Regions from separate parts of the Mus musculus genome. Here all the other regions are linked to region 3. A link is a contact called in public promoter capture Hi-C data. All regions are on one chromosome and are shown on one strand. Each heading gives the region's core, a stretch centred on a gene start, on an enhancer-like site or on the middle of the called end of the contact. The rest is flanking DNA. Distances are from core to core; before and after follow the strand shown.

What was found. Promoter capture Hi-C pulls out the DNA fragments that hold promoters and counts their contacts.
Region 1: a contact with region 3 is called in a promoter capture Hi-C map of liver, with 3 times the contacts expected there. The contact joins the enhancer-like site here to the promoter of Aox1 in region 3. A contact is called at or near these places in 7 of 39 promoter capture datasets (the C10 cell line, the HPC-7 cell line, cranial neural crest and 4 more), 1 of 15 datasets of contacts at CTCF or cohesin (large pre-B cells) and 2 of 115 datasets of contacts at active chromatin or transcription factors (astrocytes and embryonic stem cells).
Region 2: a promoter capture Hi-C map of 3T3-L1-derived adipocytes shows a contact between it and region 3, with 4 times the contacts expected there. The contact joins the promoter of Fam126b here to the promoter of Aox1 in region 3. A contact is called at or near these places in 2 of 39 promoter capture datasets (3T3-L1-derived adipocytes and pre-B cells) and 1 of 115 datasets of contacts at active chromatin or transcription factors (pancreatic cancer cells).
Region 4: a contact with region 3 is called in a promoter capture Hi-C map of embryonic stem cells, with 6 times the contacts expected there. The contact joins the promoter of Tyw5 here to the promoter of Aox1 in region 3. A contact is called at or near these places in 23 of 39 promoter capture datasets (3T3-L1-derived adipocytes, the C10 cell line, the HPC-7 cell line and 14 more), 2 of 15 datasets of contacts at CTCF or cohesin (the NIH/3T3 cell line and large pre-B cells), 10 of 484 Hi-C or Micro-C datasets (bone marrow-derived macrophages, cerebellar granule neurons, cortical neurons and 3 more), 44 of 115 datasets of contacts at active chromatin or transcription factors (the 230-238 cell line, DN3 thymocytes, the SCID.adh cell line and 28 more) and 4 of 9 other capture datasets (adipose tissue, liver, macrophages and 1 more).

Annotation. Positions count from the first base shown.
Region 1 is chr1:57,338,192-57,340,896 of GRCm38.p6, forward strand. No RefSeq gene overlaps it. Among named protein-coding and RNA genes, the nearest start is that of 4930558J18Rik, 38 kb to the right of the region's middle. Within about 2 kb of position 1,415, at least 2 of the 459 cell types and tissues checked have an H3K27ac peak or open chromatin away from gene starts, as enhancers often do. A contact at or near this core is called in liver, where this site is marked.
Region 2 is chr1:58,585,007-58,587,721 of GRCm38.p6, forward strand. Fam126b (family with sequence similarity 126, member B) reads right to left here and starts at 1,327. Exons shown (of 13, transcript NM_001310598.1): 1 at 1,206-1,327. It overlaps Ndufb3 (NADH:ubiquinone oxidoreductase subunit B3), which reads left to right and starts at 1,391. Exons shown (of 3, transcript NM_025597.3): 1 at 1,391-1,664.
Region 3 is chr1:58,028,556-58,031,255 of GRCm38.p6, forward strand. It overlaps Aox1 (aldehyde oxidase 1), which reads left to right and starts at 1,414. Exons shown (of 35, transcript NM_009676.2): 1 at 1,414-1,503. The coding sequence starts at 1,462.
Region 4 is chr1:57,405,381-57,408,092 of GRCm38.p6, forward strand. It overlaps Tyw5 (tRNA-yW synthesizing protein 5), which reads right to left and starts at 1,294. Exons shown (of 8, transcript NM_001037742.2): 1 at 1,004-1,294. The coding sequence starts at 1,081. It overlaps Maip1 (matrix AAA peptidase interacting protein 1), which reads left to right and starts at 886. Exons shown (of 5, transcript NM_001081181.3): 1 at 886-1,842. The coding sequence starts at 1,393.

The DNA.
Region 1 (2,705 bases), core at 165-2,664, 690 kb before region 3:
GCCCCAGCCTAAAGTCTTCTGAAATTCTACACTCTTCCCTGTGATTTCTTCTATGGCTTTCCTGTTCTCAGAATGTCTTACACTTAGGAATGAGGACCAATCACACCCTGTTACTAAATCATTTCATAAAGGACCATTCCTCCTGTCAGACTGAGTAAAATTGAGGCAATTTTTATCTTATTCTTAGTGTCTTGAGTCATGGTGACACTGAAAACTGGTTGCATGGGCAAATGATAAATTAGTAGACTAAAGAGAAGATAATGTAAGCATAAGAGAATATGTGGATGAGTAAATGAACCAACAAGGCAGTAGATGAATGTGTGACATCCCTCAGCCTTGTCTTTGCTTTTTAAAGCTTTGTTGTGTGTATGAGTATTTGCCTGTATGTATATCTCTATAACATGTATATGTATGTGTATGAGTATTTGCCTGTATGTATATCTCTATAACATGTATATGTTCCAGGAATCTGGGGGGGTCAGAAGAGGGTGTTGGAGCTCCTGGAGCTGAAAGTTTCTGTCGGTTGTGAGCCACCCTGTGGGTTCTGGAACCTGAACGAGGGCCTCTGCAAGAACAAGTGTTCTTAAATAATGAGCCATCTCTCCAGCCTCTAACTTTGTTTTATTAAAACACTGCTATGGGATAGTTCCTTATTAATATCAGCCGCTTCTCGATTACTACTCACTAAGCTGCAGCTCCTTCAGTCTCCCAGCTTCCTGCAACAATGAAAAAATATCCTCAGACATCAGTCAATATCCCCAGGGGCATGAGAACTCCTACAATAGACAGGAAGATGACCAGATGCCGAGATTCGGGAAGATAATGTGAATGAGAAACTTGTCTGCTTCAGTCCAGTAGTTTTTCCTTTATGATCTAGCCTTGCCAACATTCAAATTCAGTTCTTCATTTTCTCACAAAATAGTCTGAAAACATGAGGCCAAAACTAAAATTAAGCAAAGTATAATGGATCCGATATTTAAAAGTAGCATGGAGAGTGAAGATATGCCTGTTTATAAAAACTCACCTGGTTCACAATGCCCTTTAAAACCATGCATGTCTGTAGGCAGTTGTTACGTGATACTTATGTGACCCTGTCCAAATTTATTCCTAGCAGCTTTTAAAATTCTTTTCTAAATGCCACTTCCTAGCGCCATCTTGTGGATCTTACAGGAATTTGCTAATTTCTGATTAAAAGAACACTTTTTTTTTTCCTTCTTTTTTCCCAGAAAGTGAATAGAGGAGAATAGAGAACGTATGTTTTAAAAAACACAAATTTTGCTCCTGGAAATGTCCTTCTAAACTCCGAATTAGGGACACTGAGAAATTTGACCTGGAGTTTGGTGTTCAGTCAAAGTTCAGCATTTGGCTTGCAGTTCAGCTTTCCTTTGGCCTCAGGAAAGTCAAATAACCACATAGCTCCGTCGTTGTCATCACGTGACACTGTGTGAGTTATTGCTCCGTACATGAACGAAGCAAGGGTGCTCCGTCAGGGAAGGCCACCCTGATGTACTTTTTGATGCTTGAACAGTTGTTGTGGATACGCTGATATAACGGAGAACTAAAATTTCCTCCTCGTGTGCTAGAAATATTGGAAAAGCCCACAGAAGATTGAGAAACTTCATAATGTGAAGAGAACACAACCCCCTTGAACTGTTAAATTCATAAGTAGGGATGTAGACTGACAGCAGTGCTTCCCCGCGAAGACCAACATCCCATTGCTCTGACCACACGGCATTTTGTGTTATAAGGCTATTGGCTGTTTCTTCCATCTGTGTCATTGAAACAGCAGATATAGTCACTGAAAATGGCTACAGGATGATCTGGTTCTGTTTAAGTCTTACTGTCCCTGTAAGAAGACAGTCACAGCTGTGAGTAACTTGCTTTGGGACTTTGAGTTATCTAGGGATGTCCCTGGTTGGCCCAAAGTTGTATTATGGAAGGAACTTCAGACTGGACATCAAGGGGCCATCTCTGTCCCAGCCTTTCACCAAGCATGCACCATGGAACAAATGGCACTGCCTTTCTGCAGCTCAGTTCCTTTATCGTTAACAATATGGGGGTGAGGTGGACTCTAAGCTCTTATGGCTTAATGGGTTAAGATTCTATGAACCGTACTTTCAGGTAGGAGGAGCAGAGCTAAATTTCAGTATTTGAATTCTATAGTCAGTGCCAACAGATGATTTGAGCCCTGCGTCTTACATAGTTTCGGGATCTAACAAGGCAATCCTGCCCCTCCTTAATGACCAGAGGAGGAAGACCTATCAGTTAAGGTTTTTAACTTGCCCTAATACTATTTTTTTCTCCCACATACATCACATGAGGAAATGTTCATTTCACTTGAAAATCGATGAGGGCACCTTCTAGTTCTGCTCTTTCCAAATCAAGGCTCTAATGCACTGAAGCTTTTATAATGTAAACATTGTAATCACTCAAACTTGATCTCACAGCCTCTGCCTGAAATGGGCCCAGAGAATAGTTATTTCTTTCCATGCCCTCAAATGCAAACAGCAACGTTGGATCTTACTGTATGATTCACCACCTTTGTAAGGATCCACAGTGGTTGCATCGTTTCGACGATTCTGGAGGCCAGATTTACTTGTATTTTCTGAAGGCCGTGGTGGACAGGTTCCTGTTGGCAGGACCACTTTTTGACTTCAGGAAGTAACATTAGCTTCAAGTCTAGGTTTTAGCCTCTCCTGACATAA
Region 2 (2,715 bases), core at 77-2,576, 560 kb after region 3:
CTAACTTGACGGCAGCATCTCAGGCCTCTTACATTTTAATAATTTATAGTGCTACTTTTTAAAGATATTTTTCCAATGAGTTATAAAAGTGCCCTTCCACAATATTCGCCGACAGGGATTTGTTTAGGACTGTATTTCACCATTCAAACCGTGGATTTAAAAGACTTTTCAAAACAAAATAGTTTTAAATTTGTACATAAATTTTATCTATGTCCATGACATTCAACGAACTTATTTTTTTAAGCCTAAGGCATAACTCACAACTAGCTTCCTAGACTTAACAAGGGAAATCACTTAAAAGTTGACACTCCTCTGCTAAGATTCCCAACTTATTTTCACAGTCCTTAACACTGGGGGCGAGTTGTCTACCAATTTACTGTTCATTTTCTAATCTACATTTATCTTCGTCTATAGATTTAAAAGGCTCTCCACTTTTCTGAAGGTTAAAGCCGCAAAGCAAATTCCTGTACTACAAAACACGAATCTGACAACATTCCTCTAAAGCTAACATCGTGTTGTCTCGCAACCAAAGTCCATATTTGGGATAAGCGCTTCGTGACTACTCTTGCCTTCACGCTGTCCTCCTCCTACAGACCCTGCCTCGGTAGAGAGAACGCTGGAGCCAACAAGAACAAAGTGCTCAGATACATCAATGGGTTGCAGAGCTCTTCTTCTACCAGGGTCAGTCGAGTTACTTGGAAAAATAACTGCCATGGGTTACATAATGTACAACCACCAATTTCTAGAGCTGACCACCAATAAATATCTTTCTTCTCCGCACCTCTCCCCATCCCAGCAAACGGCCCTAAGAACACCTAGGATTTCACGCAGGTGTCTGCAATACCACGTCCTTCTCTTACCTGAGGCTTCTTGCAAGACATCCCTTCAGCCCTCACTACCTGTGTCTTGCTCCCGCCTCCTTCCCGCCTCAGCCCGCGCCACCGACACCCTAACGCCCTTGCTAGGGCCCCAAGTTGCCCCACAACACTCATCCCCAAGCCGCCTCGGCAGACGCCTTCTCCTCACGACCCTCCCGAGCTTGCTCCCAGGTCTGCAGGGCTTCGGATCCAACAGTCCTGCTGCCTTCCCACTTCACCTTCGTCAGCTCCCGACTACGGCGTCCGAAGCCGGAGGAGAAATTCCTCTTCACCCGGCACCGTGCGCCCCCCCCCCCGCAACCCCCCCAAGACAGCACCGCCGCCTACCTGTCACCCCGCAGCCTCAGGCTTCCTACCGCCACCGCCACCGCCACCGCCTCCCGCAGCAGCCTGCCAACTGCAGCATAACAACCAGCCTTCTCATTGAGTGGGCCCACGCGCTTAATAACAACCGCTCTCATTGGCTGCGCTATGACTTTGGCCCGCCTCTCGGTGCTCCGCCTAAAGATTCCGTCCTGGAGCAAGACAAACACGGCTTTATCGTCCTTCTCCTCAATATCTTCTACCTCAAGCAGACTCCAGCTGCAAAGTGTGGGAAATAATCTCTACTTCCAGGCTCCTTCATGTCATCTCTACGTTGTCTGGGAGCCTTGCGCCAGTACCGGAACGTTTACCATCTCCCCCATTTTCCTGTCGTAAGAAACTAGAGGAAACAACGTCCGTTTCCGGTTGTCTCCGGCTGTAAGGTTGAATATTGAGTGTCCCGGGAGGTCAGATTGCTGTCAGGTAATTTAGGGAGCTGGTGGGAGACTTCTGGATTACGCATAATCTAAACTTTATCCAGGGAATGCAGAAGTGGAGAGGGCTGAAGGGATCCGATAAGACCGGGAGAAGATCCGGGATCTAGCTAGGGAGCGCCGCTGCAAGGTTCTTGCTGGGCTGTGTTGAGGCGGATGAAGGATGTCTTGAGAATTACGATGGTTGTTAAATCCCAGAGATGTTTTAAACCGCCGCTACCAGATGCAATGTACTCCTCGCCTCCTGGCTTTTTGGGTTGTATTTGAATAGGGTAAAGAACAGCTCAGACCCGAAAATACTTAAAACTAGAAGAAATAATTGCAACGGTTGCTTCACAAGCTTGTATTTTAAGTACGGTTTCCCAAATATAAGTGTTTACGACACAGTGCTTAAGTGAAAAAGAGCAAGTCACAAAATCAAGACTACTGCATAATCCTAGGATTAAGGATTGGATACTAAAGTAATAGCAGTTCATTTGTATTTTCCCATATTTTAATGGTCATCTCAGTTTTTAAATGAGGGAAATTTGAGATACACCCTTGAAAATCCCTGATAAACTGTAAAATTATATGTAATGGATGTAACATTCTTCTTCCTTAGGGAAAGCAAGTCAACATTTCCCCAGTGCTAGATAGAACAAGCCATCGTTAGTGAAGGTTGATCATCACCAAACTTTTGAGTTCACTTCTGACATAGGCAGATAGCATTTAAATTTTCCATAATTATGTGTTCATTCATGGTTGAATCCTTTTTTTTTTCTGTTCTTAAACGGACAGTTCTAAAGGTGAAATAATTTCCTGTTGTTGAGCCCTCAGTGCAGTAGAACTCGCTCATTCTGTGGAAGAGGAGAGAACCAGTTGGATTAGGTTGCCCTCTGACCTCTGCATGAACATCCACACACACACACACACCACACATGACTTTAAAGAAATACTCTTAAAAATAGGAGCCCAGCATGATGCACAGGCTTGTACTCCTGGCAGTTGGGAGACAGAGACAGAAGGAGTAAGAGTTCAAAGTTTCCCTGGCTACATACCAA
Region 3 (2,700 bases), core at 164-2,663:
ATATATATGGGCATGTGTGTGTATGTGTGTGTGTGTAGGTGTGTGTGGGTGGGGGGGGGAGTAGATGTGTACATGTGCATATGCCAGGGGCCCTGGATCATTAGAAGAAGGAAATGAGATTCCCTGGAACTGGAGTTTCAGAAGACTGTGAATGTTAGGAATTGAATCTGTTAGAAACAAATGCTCTGAGCCACTGAGCCATCTCTAGTTAGTAAGATTTTAGAATGGAGATTATTGGCATCAGGAGAGTAAAAGAATTCTAGCTTTTAATCTGTTCATCTAATCTTTTAATCTCTTCACTATTGCTAAAGCAGAATGCCCCAAACTGGATACTTTATAAAGAAAACAGGTTTGTTCTAGTCCTGGGTCCTGGAAGCTCTTAACCTCTGAGCCATTTCCCCAGATCCTGTCAAACATAAAGTATTTTTCAAAAAAGAAAATGTTTGACAGATATGGAGGCTCACACACACCTTTGATTCCAGCACTCAGGAAGAGGCAGAAGCTGATAGAAGCTGTCAGTTCAAAGCCAGTAAATTCCAAACTAGCCATAGCTTTATAGTGATGCTTACACACACACACACACACACACACACACACACACACACACACACACACACACATACACACACGTTTTCTGTCTACTGGTAAAACACTGTCTGAAATGTGCTTAAGATCCTTGGGAAGCAAGGAGGTGTTAGCCACTTACTGTTAACCACTCCTGGAATTGCTGAGATGTGGTTTCTTCTCCTCTACCTACAAACGGGAAGTTTTCACAATAAAAATGTTGTGTAGTGGTGCATACCTTTAATCTCAGCACTCAAGGGGCAGAGGCAGGTGGAGATCTGTGATTTCGAGGCCAGCCTGGTCTACAAAGAAGAGTTCCAAGACAGCCAGGCTGTTACCCAGAGAAACCCTGTGTGAATGGGTATTGAGGGGTGGGGATGTTGTATTGCATGAATAAAATAACCTAGGGAGATATACTAAGGCCTGGAAAATAATTTGGTCTCATTTGAGACTTGCCAGGTTTTATAAAGTGGATTCTAAAATATAAAGAAAGCCAAAAAGTGAGGTTAAGGGCGCAGGACTCTTGGGAAGTGACTCAGCAGTACAGCCAGGCTGCCTTCCCCCTAAACAAACGAGAGGATTCTGGAAACCACTTCAATAAGCAAGCATTGGCACAGATACTAGAGCAATGACTCAGGACTTCCTGAGGCTGGCCGCCCAGCTACCCCTCTCTCCCATCGATGCCAAAACCCAAAGATTTCAGCTTGTCTCCCACGCTGGCACACTCTGTAGTGTCAGGAGAGTTTTCCCTTTAGGACCTCTGCAGCATTGGCTCTTCCAAAACTTTCTGGGAGGGTGGAGACTTAGAAGCACAGACAAGCCCCGCCCTGTAGCCTCGGGCAATTTATTCTCTGCAAGGACTGGCGCTGCTAGGGACCTGCTAGGGACCTCGGAGTCATGGACCCCATTCAGCTGCTCTTCTACGTGAATGGCCAGAAGGTGAGAGCCCGCGGGTAGGCAGACTCCTGCACCACCCCGGACCCCAGTTCTGGGCCCTATCCCAGCCTGCGCCCTGCTTTCGCTGAAACCTTAGCATGGGGTCTCATTGGGTCCTCAGCATAGGAATCTGCATTATAAAACTCAAAGGAGATCAGATTATTTTTCAGACCTTTCGCATCACGACCAGCGCATGGAAGACTAAGAATTTCAGAATGTCTGAATCCCAGGGCCTCTCCCTTCCGGACGGGGAGCATCCAGACCTTCCCTCCCTTAAAGCCTCCGGCTGATAAGATCTTCCAGCACAATTAAATAAGTAGCCTCAAGTCTCTGCTTGTCTGGGTGAGCAATACCCAGCTTTAACAGGGCCACAGAGGTGCACTGGTTCTAGCTACTCTGTGATTTTTCAACTTGGTGAAGCCAAAGCAAGTTCCTGGCACAGCACAGCTTGCCAGAATCAGGGGCTCCTGCCGAGTGTGGCATTTTGTTTTATTTGTGTGTGTGCCTTGGCTCTGAAGACTTTTATGGCGGCTCCAGGCAAATCCTGTTGCTTGGGGACAGCAAAGCCTCTGGGCATCGTTTAAAGCAGCCGTCTGGGCAGTGGCCCAGCTCATCTGGAGTGTTCTCTGTGTAAACTGATAGCACTTTGAGTGGGGGGTGGAGAGCTGCTGTCCACAATGTCAGTTCCGCCCTTTGGATCCCGCTGTGTTCCCTGTGTCTGGCTAGGGACAGCCAGAGCCCTTGTTCTAGCTGGCACTGGCTGACCAACTGGAAGCCAAGGAAGGTTTAGCGCCAACCAGACCTTTCCTGTGTGAGGACTCTTCGGAGGCTATGAAGTTGAGTCACACTGCTGTAGTTTTGTAATGTGTTTTCTTCCTTGAAGAACAGGGTCTCCCAAATCATAGAAGCCCCCATTTAAAAAAAAAAAAAACCTTTATGAGTCCCTGCTTCATGGCCCTGAAGCGGGATAGATGGATCCTTAAATAGATGAAACCCATTAGCTGTCCCCCCATCTCCCCACAGGACTACCATGAAGGTGAACTAGAATAATGGGTGAAATGGCTGCCCTGTTCCTTCCGTTTCCTTTTGCATAACAGAAAAAGCTGGAGTGTATTCTGTCCTTACTAAACGAACGGAATCCATTGCCGCTCACTGGAGCCTCACTGCCTCTTGGAGGCAGACTCCAAGGCTACTAACAGG
Region 4 (2,712 bases), core at 44-2,543, 620 kb before region 3:
AGCCCAAAGCATCTCTCTTGAAACATGAACTACAACTTCTTAGTAAACTTAAACTCTGCCTTATATTGACTCAATTAGAAATTCTTCTAGGGTCATCAGTAATCCTGTCTTCTCAAAGGAACACTTCAGGCTGCTCCAGCAGCATAGCGTAGCTGTAGCTACAGATCCTATCTTACTACCACTAATATACTTCAGAGACTTTTTCCCTTAGAATAATCGCCAGAATCCTTACTCTGTTATTCTGATACTTGGACTTTCTTGAAAAGTCCTGAGAGCAAACTTATTTTCTTTTCTTAAATCTAACTGCTTTCTGCTACTTCTTTCTTTAAAAACTAAAGGGAGCCGGGCGGTGGTGGCGCACGCCTTTAGTCTCAGCACTTCGGAGGCTGAGGCAGGCGGATTTATGAGTTCGAGGCCAGCCTTGTCTACAGAGTGAGTTCCAGGACAGCAAGAGCTATACAGTGAAACCCTGTCTCGGAAAAAACAAAACAACAAAACAAAACTAAAGGGCTTAATCCTTAATTATGATTCTGGCTTAAATCAAGGAATGACTTGTACCAGAGGAAACCTACGAGACGATTTCCATTGGTTTCCCTGTTGCAATCCTTCATTAGACTGAAATATCGAGTTTCAAAAATCTAATATCTCGAAATACTCCAGGGGCTGTTAGGACCAAGCAAGAGAAGGGCGAGGGATCCTGAACTAGACTTTAGGAAAAACTCCATAGAAAGGGAGCACGTGAGGTCAGAAAGCCACACGCGCGACCTCTCAGTGAGCTTCGTGCCACCCAGCTTTCTCCGGTCATCCTGCTCCCCAAAAATGTGGGGCCGTTTCTCTCCGGGGCTTTGAATTCCCGAGCAGGGCTACAGGTCCCTTCCGCTCACTCCCTTGACAGCAGAGCGCCTTCTCTTCCCCCGAACAATCTCTGGGTTGCAGGAGAGCAGATGGGCCGCCAGAAGGTACCGGGGTGTCTCCCCTGCCTTTCCGCGGCGGGCCTCCTCACCTGTGGATAAAGATGCTCCATGAACTGCTCCCGGGAGACGCCCCGCAGCCGGGGTACCGGAAGACGCTGCTCAGCCATGGTGAAATTCACAGGCCTGGGAATTTGGACGAGTTCTTCCACGCGTGATTTCCCCTGGAAACACTACTCCGGAAGAAATGGTCCGCGTAGGTGACTGACCCCAGAGGGCGGCGGCTGGTTCGAAGTGCGCACGGCGGGGAGCCCGAGGGCTTCGGCCTGGGCTGAGGGCTAACACAGCCGAAATGAGAGGACTCACCCGAGGCGGCGGCAGCGAGGCGGCCTTGGCTCCACTTCTCCAACCCCGGCGAGCTGGTTTCCCTCCGGCCTGCTTTCAGTACTGCACAGGCATGCAGAGGTGAAAGGTCACAAACATGGCGCTGGCCGCCCGTCTCCTACCTCTGCCCCTGCTTTCCCGGCCGCTGCCCGGCCCGGTCACCCGACTCCGGACTCTCGGTAGCACCGAGGTGAGGCTGACGCTGACTGAAATTTGCTGCCTGTGCCGCCGTCGCCTGGGCTCAAGCGCGGCTCCGATCCCTCGCTACACTCGGGCCTGGACAAGCCCTGCGTTGCGTTCCTGGAGCTCCCGAAGATCCCTTCTCGGCCGGGTAGAACATCCTCCAGCCCTCGCTTCTTTACCCGCTAGTCCCAGCCGCAGCTACAGCACCGAGGAGCAGCCCCAGCAACGCCAGAGAACCAGAATGATCATTCTGGGATTTTCCAATCCCATCAACTGGGTCCGGACTCGAATTTACGCCTTCCTTATTTGGGCCTATTTCGACAAAGAGTTCAGTATCGCTGAGTTCTCTGAAGGGGCGAAGCAGGTTTGTTTGCTCCCCTAACTGACCTCTCTGCCTCGTGCATTCAGCGTTTCCGTGATCAAGTGTTTAGCCATGAAGTTTCTTCATTGCGACCCGTGGTATCCAACGATGGTAGTGACCTAGACACTGAATCTTTCGGCCACTTCAGGACTTTAATAAGCTTCTAAGTGTGTTCGCATGGTCGTCAGGGAGGAGGGGTTCATTCAAGAAACTAGGATGAAGGCCTAAGTTCAAAGCCTGTTTGTCAGTGCCACTCTAAAATTAGTTAATCCTTTGGGTATGATTTTTCCAGAATTAGAAGATTAGAGAAGACAGTGCCTGGCACACATAGTAGGCACTTCATAAGTATTTGTTAAGTAAATCGAATGGAGTAAGTTATGGTGAGGAATAAGATAACACTGCCAAAGTAATAACATATCATTTCAGGTACAAAGGCAGTTTCCTACCAGCTGTTTGACAGATCTGAATTGCCTTCTGCATTCTCTACCTATATATTCTGTCAAGGATAAGAGTTTGCTGAGGCTGCTGGTCTACTTAGTGTCCAGGTCTAGCACACTGGTGATTCCTAGCTCTGACTTTGCCCATCGTGACCTTTCTGAATAGCAAGTGATGTTGCCTTAACAATGGTCACTTTGAATCTCAAGATCATTGACACAGTTTGTGTGTACATGCTTTTCTTTCCAGGAAGACTTTTTAAATCTCCTTTCATTTTCTTAGGTTGTCAGTCCCTAGCATTTCAAAACTGTTGATTAATACAAAGGTAGAAGTCATAGTTTATTCTCCAGTTCATACTGGAATAGACCATCAGGATAATAATTTAACAACATTGACTATATGCTGGTATTTTTAATTTTACTTCTGACTTATTCAGAT